2 separate regions of the Sus scrofa genome follow, and region 2 is linked to region 1. A link is a contact called in public Hi-C data. All regions are on one chromosome and are shown on one strand. Each heading gives the region's core, a stretch centred on a gene start, on an enhancer-like site or on the middle of the called end of the contact. The rest is flanking DNA. Distances are from core to core; before and after follow the strand shown. Region 1 has its middle 23 kb from the start of POFUT2. Region 2 overlaps COL18A1 (collagen alpha-1(XVIII) chain).

Region 1 (2,750 bases), core at 193-2,692:
ATGCCAACGCCGGGCCCCACCCGACAGGGCTGGGTGGGGCCGGTGCTCCCGCTGGGATACGCGGCCTCCGGCAGCTCTGAGAGGCAGGCTTGGGAAGGGCCGGCACCAGTGTGCGGGGACCATGCCTGTGCCGTGCGACAGAGCCCCCTGGATGCCTCTGCCTGTGCACCCCAGGGTGCTGGGCCCCCGGCGTCCCTTCAAGGGCAGATTCTGATCCAGCAGGTCTGGGGGGGACCCAGCACCCAGGGAGGCCCAGGCTCACGTGAGGGGACCACCGATCTCTGTTGCCGCCGCCTGTAACCCCCCCCACCAGAGTGATGGGGGCGGCGCTGAGCCTCCGACACAGCCGAGGACCCCTCCTTTCTTACGTGGGCGTCTGAGGGGGAAAAAGTGTGGGAAGCCATCCTGAGAAGAGGGTGGAAGGACAGCTCTCCCCCCCCCCGCGCTGGTCCCGGCCAGCCGGAAAATGCCCCTGCGTTCACTTGCACGGATTCCTTCAGCTCAAAGGGACCCGAATCAGCTCGATGCCACTGCTCCGAGCCTGGTATGGTCTCCGCCTCCTGGCAGGACCAGGTGGCCAGCGGTGTCCCCCCGTCTCTCAGGTTCCCCAGCCGTGGAGAAACGCAGACATCGAGACGGAGGCCAAACCCAGCCCTTCAGCTTGGAGCCAAGATGCCCCGGGCGGGGCTCAGACAGCAGCCCCCCCAGCCTCATCTCTGGCCAACCTGGAGGGGACCCTGGCACCCCAGGCACGCTCCCTTGCTGACAGAAGGTGTAGAGGGGGCCCAGTTGGGGGCAGATGCAGGGGATGCATCCCCCACCCCACCCCCAAAGGCCGCTTCTGGGGGCTCCCTCACATAGGGACCCACCAGCACACACCTGCCCAGAAACGGTGCCCGGCCTTGGGTCAGTCTGGGGCCCAGGGAGTCTCCCAGCCCCTTCGCTGCTCACCGTGACCTCTAGGAGGCCTCCAACTGCTGACCTTCACCAATGGGGGGCTGTGCTCTCCGAGGGGCCCCCGCCCAAGGGGAGAGGCGAGGACAGGGTCCCTGTGGGCTGCGTGGGGAGGGGAGGCCCGGGGGGCTGGCTTCTGGGCTGAGGCCCGGGTCTGCCGTGGGAGCTCAGAGGAGAGAAGGGGGGCAGGGCTGCGAGGGGTCCCCTGTGGCCTCACCCTTACCTCTGCTCCCCTCACCCTGTGTCCGCCCCCCAGCTCCTGCGGCTCTTCAGCACCGCATGTGCTCCGGGGCCCCCTCGGGGTCTGTGTGACCCCCTGCCCCCCACTTCTCCAGGGGTCCCTCCTGTACTGGCGATAGAGTCACTGCCCCCTGTCCCTAATGGCCGATGGCCAGCTGGATGGGACATAGCCCAACGTCCTGCAGGTCCTGGGCACCAGGCAGCCTTCCCTGGTGTGGGGGGGGTGCTGGGCCCTCGATGACTCACTTCGCAGTCAGGCCAGGGTCAGAGGGCTCCGGCCAGCTGACCTTGCACGGGGGAGGGGGCATGGAGCAGCCGGGCGGCGTCAGGTCGGGGGGAGGCCGTGAGCGCGTGTGAGCCGAGTGTGTCAGTGTGGATGTGTGAGTGAGCAGTGTGCAGACGAAACACGGAGAGGAGCAGGAAGCGGGCTTGCGTCCTTCGGGTGTCCAGACTGCCCGGCCAGGGGTCCTGGGGTTGGCGACGCTGGGCAGCTGCGGACTCAGGCCTCGGTCAGGAAGCACACCCAGTCCAGGGACACAGTGAGAGGCGCTTTGCGACTGTGTGTCCACACGACTGGGTGGAATCCTTCGTGTTTGGTTCACACTCTTTGGCACAGCATCCTGAGCATAATCAGCTTCTCCAGACGGCCCGAGGGACCACGGCACAGACAAGGCTGAGAGGCCGTGGTCTGGTGAGCAGCGATGGCCCGGGCGTGGCTGGGGCAGGGGCCCGGGCCTGCACCTGTGAGCCAACCTGTGCCCCCGCCCACGCCTGCTGCCCCCGGCAGGAAGGAAGCCGGCCGAGCGGCCCGGCCCGACCCGCCTCTGGTCTGCGTCTCTGACCCTCTCCATCCAAAGGCCAAGCAGGGAAGCTATTCTGGGAGCTTGTACAGAGGCCCTGGGAGCTCCTTATAAGGCTCTGCCCAGCGGCCTGGTGACGTCTGAACCCACGGTCCACCCTGCCACCCAGCCTGCAGCTGGGCCTGGGGTTTGCACAGACCCCACCACCTTCTGCCCACTCGCCCTGGGCCCAGACTCCCTCCCGTGATGCTCTCCTGAGGTTGATAGGAGCTGAATGGACCTCCAGGCCTTGGGGGACCTTGGGAGAGAGGTGGGGAGCAGAGCGCCAGCCTGGCCAGAGCCAGCCACGTCCTTATATGATGAAGTGCCGGGTCCTGGCTGAGTCACCGACGTTCGCAGACTCGGCCGTGGGAGCCAGTGGTGCCGGCTTATTTTTAGAGTTTTTACCGGAACACCTGGGTTGGGTGCAATTCGTACAGGGATCTCAGCAGTTCAGAACTATAGCTTTATGGCAAGTCATTCAGCAGGAGACAATGGCCAGTGGGTGGGCCCAGCAGGGCGTTTCCTGAGACAGGCCCGGGCGTCCCCTCGCCCGCCGTCCAGGGCTGGGGGACCCGGCTTGTCCGGAAGTGACCCCAGGGGTCACGCCTGCGTTTAGGCTCTTCCTCTGGATGGGACTCGGGAGAAACCTTGTCCAGGACTGGACGGCAACGGCTCCTCCAGAGGGTCGTCAACCCGCGCCCAGGCCTTGAGCCT
Region 2 (2,920 bases), core at 97-2,596, 110 kb after region 1:
CATTTGTTGGAGAGTCTGTTTCCCCCGTTGCAGTGCCTTTGCTTCTTAACTAAAGATGGGTTAACTACACTCGCGTGGGTCCGTTTCTGGGCTCTCTCTTCTGTTCTGCTGGTCGGTTTATCCGCTCTGTCTCCACACCGCCTTGTTCACCGTAGCCTCACGCCGGGCCTTGAAGGCGGGTGGTGTCGAAGTCCGACGTCGTTCTTCTCCTTCGGGACCGAGGCAGCCGGCGGGGCTTTTCCTGCGGTAGCAAAGTGCTGGCGTTTCTGCTGGGATTGCGTTGACTCAGCACGTCAAGTGGGAAGAGCCGGCATTTTGACAGCATCGAATCTCCTAGTTACGAACATGGAGCCCCCTCGCGTTTATTTATTCTCTGATTTCTTTTGTCGGAACAGTGTCGTTTTGCTCATGTAGGGCCTGTCCAGGGGTCGCGTTTGTGCCTGGGGTGAATGTGAGTAAGTACTTCTTCTCTGGGGGGGCTGCTGATGTGAGCGGTTTGTATTTTGAACTTCAAGTTCGACTCACTCATGGCTGGTACAGAGGAAAGTGATGGACTTTCTACACCCTTGCCAGCCTTGCTCGTTCCGAGAGGGGTTTTGGACGATTGTTTGGGCTCTTCTTCAGTTCTCTTTCCGACTGGCCACCTGCAAATGGACACTTTCACTTCTTCCTCCTCGATCCACGTGCTTTCATCTCCAGTTCTCGTGTCACGGGGGTCGCCAGACTGTCCCGCGCGGGGTTGGAAAGGAGGGGGGGGAGTGGTCTTTGCCGTGTACCTCGTTTTGGTGGAAAAGCTTCCAGTTTCTCACCACGAAGCACGATGTTGGCTGTGGCTTGCGATGGTCTCATCAAGGGAGGAGTCTGACCTCTGCTCCTGGTGGACAGAGAGTGTTTGTCGTAACGGGATTTTACGCAAGGCCTTTTCTGCATCTAAGGCCACGAGCGTGTGGCTTTTCGTCTTTACCCGGTTGAAGTGGCGGATTTGCGTTCATCAACTTTCGACGTCGAGCCAGCCTGAGGCACCTGGGCTACGTCTCAGTTGGTCGTGTCAGGATCCACCCCACTTGTTCATGGCTGCCTGTTTGCTGAAAGGCAACCTGTCTTCTACCAGGCAAGTCCCCTGCTTCCTTGATTGCAGGGGAGGGTGGCCGACCGGAGGGGCCAGGGCTGGCCATGGTGCCACCCATCGTGTTCCCAGGAAGGTGCCCTCTGAGCGCCCAGAGCTCGGCCTGGGCATCGCTGTTGGAGAGGAGCTGGTTTCCTTCCCGAGTTGGCTGGGCCAGCACCTCGGGCCAGCGCGGCCAGCGCAGCAGCTGCCAGATCTGCAGAAAGGTGTGGCCCACGTCCCACCCCAGCTGCCTGTAATTGGAGCCTGGATCTGTGATCTCAGGGTCCTGGCATTCGGAGGCTTCTCCCAATGGGACGCAGGAAGAATTTCATGCAGAGGAAACAGGAAACTTTGGGAAGGAGCTCTTGTGTCTCTCGGTTCCCGGGCCTGTCCCTCGTGTGTGTCTCTCTTTCTAGGCCCCTGAGACATCCCCTGCTACAAGCTGTTGTCTTCAAGCCCAGGACACCAGCTGCTGCTGCATCTTGCATTCTTCATTAATTTGGAAACGTCTAGCTGCCTGGAGGGAAGGGTGCTGCTGGGGCACATCCATGCTTAACTTTGGGGACAGTGGGGTGGGGACACCAGGGCCACTGGCACCCAGGCCGGTGAGAGTCTTCTTTCCTAATCTCAGGGGACACGTGGGCCCCGGGCGTGGCTGATGCTAAGGGACCTGGACGGTGCTGTCTTGCTGGACAGCGGAGTCTGTCTTTGAGCAGGAAGTGATTCCTGGCCTCCCAGAGCCCAGGGACCTTGTGAAGGTCCCCCTGCTCCTGTGAGGGGCCATCTGCCCTGGGCAGGCGCTGAGGCCACTTCCACGGATGCTGCTGTCCCCACCTCTCATCGCAAAGGGTTTTACCTGCAGGACACAGAGAGGCTGAGGGGAGCCCGGCGGGCCGGCGGAGCTGCTCACAAGGCGGGAGGGCCCCCCCGCAGGTGCCCGAAGCCCCGTCCTCGTGCCAGTGGCTGTCTCTTCTCTTTTCATCGATTGTCCTCAGGGCCCTTTGAACAACAGAGCTTGTCTTGGGAAGTTGGGCTTCAGCGTTTCTTCCCTCTGCTCCGTTCTAGTGGTCCTGGGTCAGCCCGACCCTGTGCTCAAGGACCGGATCCCAGGCGTCCGCCACACGGGACACGCACTGACGCAGTCACGCTGTCACCCTCACACACATCCACACACACACCTGCAGGCTCACCGGGCCTTCTCAGGACACCCCCGCCAGCAGCCGCCTCCCGGAGGGGCGTCTGCCCCAGGGCCTCCCTCTGGGGGCCGTGCCCCCAGATAGTGGTGGGAGAGAAGACGCCCCGGTGGGCCGTTTCTGGGCCAGACCACGGCCCAGATCCCCGCCCTGCCTGGCAACGCGTGTGTCCCGGAGGTTGCTGGGACCGGCCCGTCCCTGGGTTGGCGCTTACCCCCTCCTGTGTCCAGCAGTGACCACGCCCCCTGGACAGAGGTGGGCCCCACCCTGAGCCCCCAGCCCCGGACACCCTCATCTTGGTCCCAGAAGTCAGCAACCCAGGCTTCTGGTGGCCCTACCTGTCCAGGCCACCCCCTGTGTCCAGCCTCTCTCTTTGTCGTCACGTTGTGATGTTTGAAGGGCTGGAGGTGGTGACCAGTGTCAGGTGCGTTGCCTCGGAGTCCAAGTGCAGGAGCGGGGACGGGCTCGAGCCCCCGGCACCTGGCACTGGGAACCTTGTGCTGACAGGGCACGTGGTCACCGAGCTGGCCGTGCCCTTGCCCCTCCCACCATGCTGGTTCGCACCCCACGTGGAGCAGTGTGCACCTGGATGGACAGGTGGCTGCCGTGTCCCTGCTGG

What was found. Hi-C and Micro-C count contacts between places; a contact is called where the count stands out from the background.
Region 2: a Hi-C map of omental adipose tissue shows a contact between it and region 1, with 9 times the contacts expected there. The contact joins two enhancer-like sites. A contact is called at or near these places in 4 of 5 promoter capture datasets (fetal liver, fetal skeletal muscle and liver), 7 of 47 Hi-C or Micro-C datasets (4-cell embryo, adipose tissue, blood and 2 more) and 1 of 2 datasets of contacts at active chromatin or transcription factors (skeletal muscle).

The regions. Positions count from the first base shown.
Region 1 is chr13:207,840,034-207,842,783 of Sscrofa11.1, forward strand. No RefSeq gene overlaps it. Among named protein-coding and RNA genes, the nearest start is that of POFUT2, 23 kb to the left of the region's middle. Within about 2 kb of position 1,443, at least 11 of the 83 cell types and tissues checked have an H3K27ac peak or open chromatin away from gene starts, as enhancers often do. A contact at or near this core is called in omental adipose tissue, where this site is marked.
Region 2 is chr13:207,947,640-207,950,559 of Sscrofa11.1, forward strand. The region is part of intron 2 of COL18A1 (collagen alpha-1(XVIII) chain); the gene reads left to right. Among named protein-coding and RNA genes, the nearest start is that of COL18A1, 41 kb to the left of the region's middle. Within about 2 kb of position 1,347, at least 15 of the 83 cell types and tissues checked have an H3K27ac peak or open chromatin away from gene starts, as enhancers often do. A contact at or near this core is called in omental adipose tissue, where this site is marked.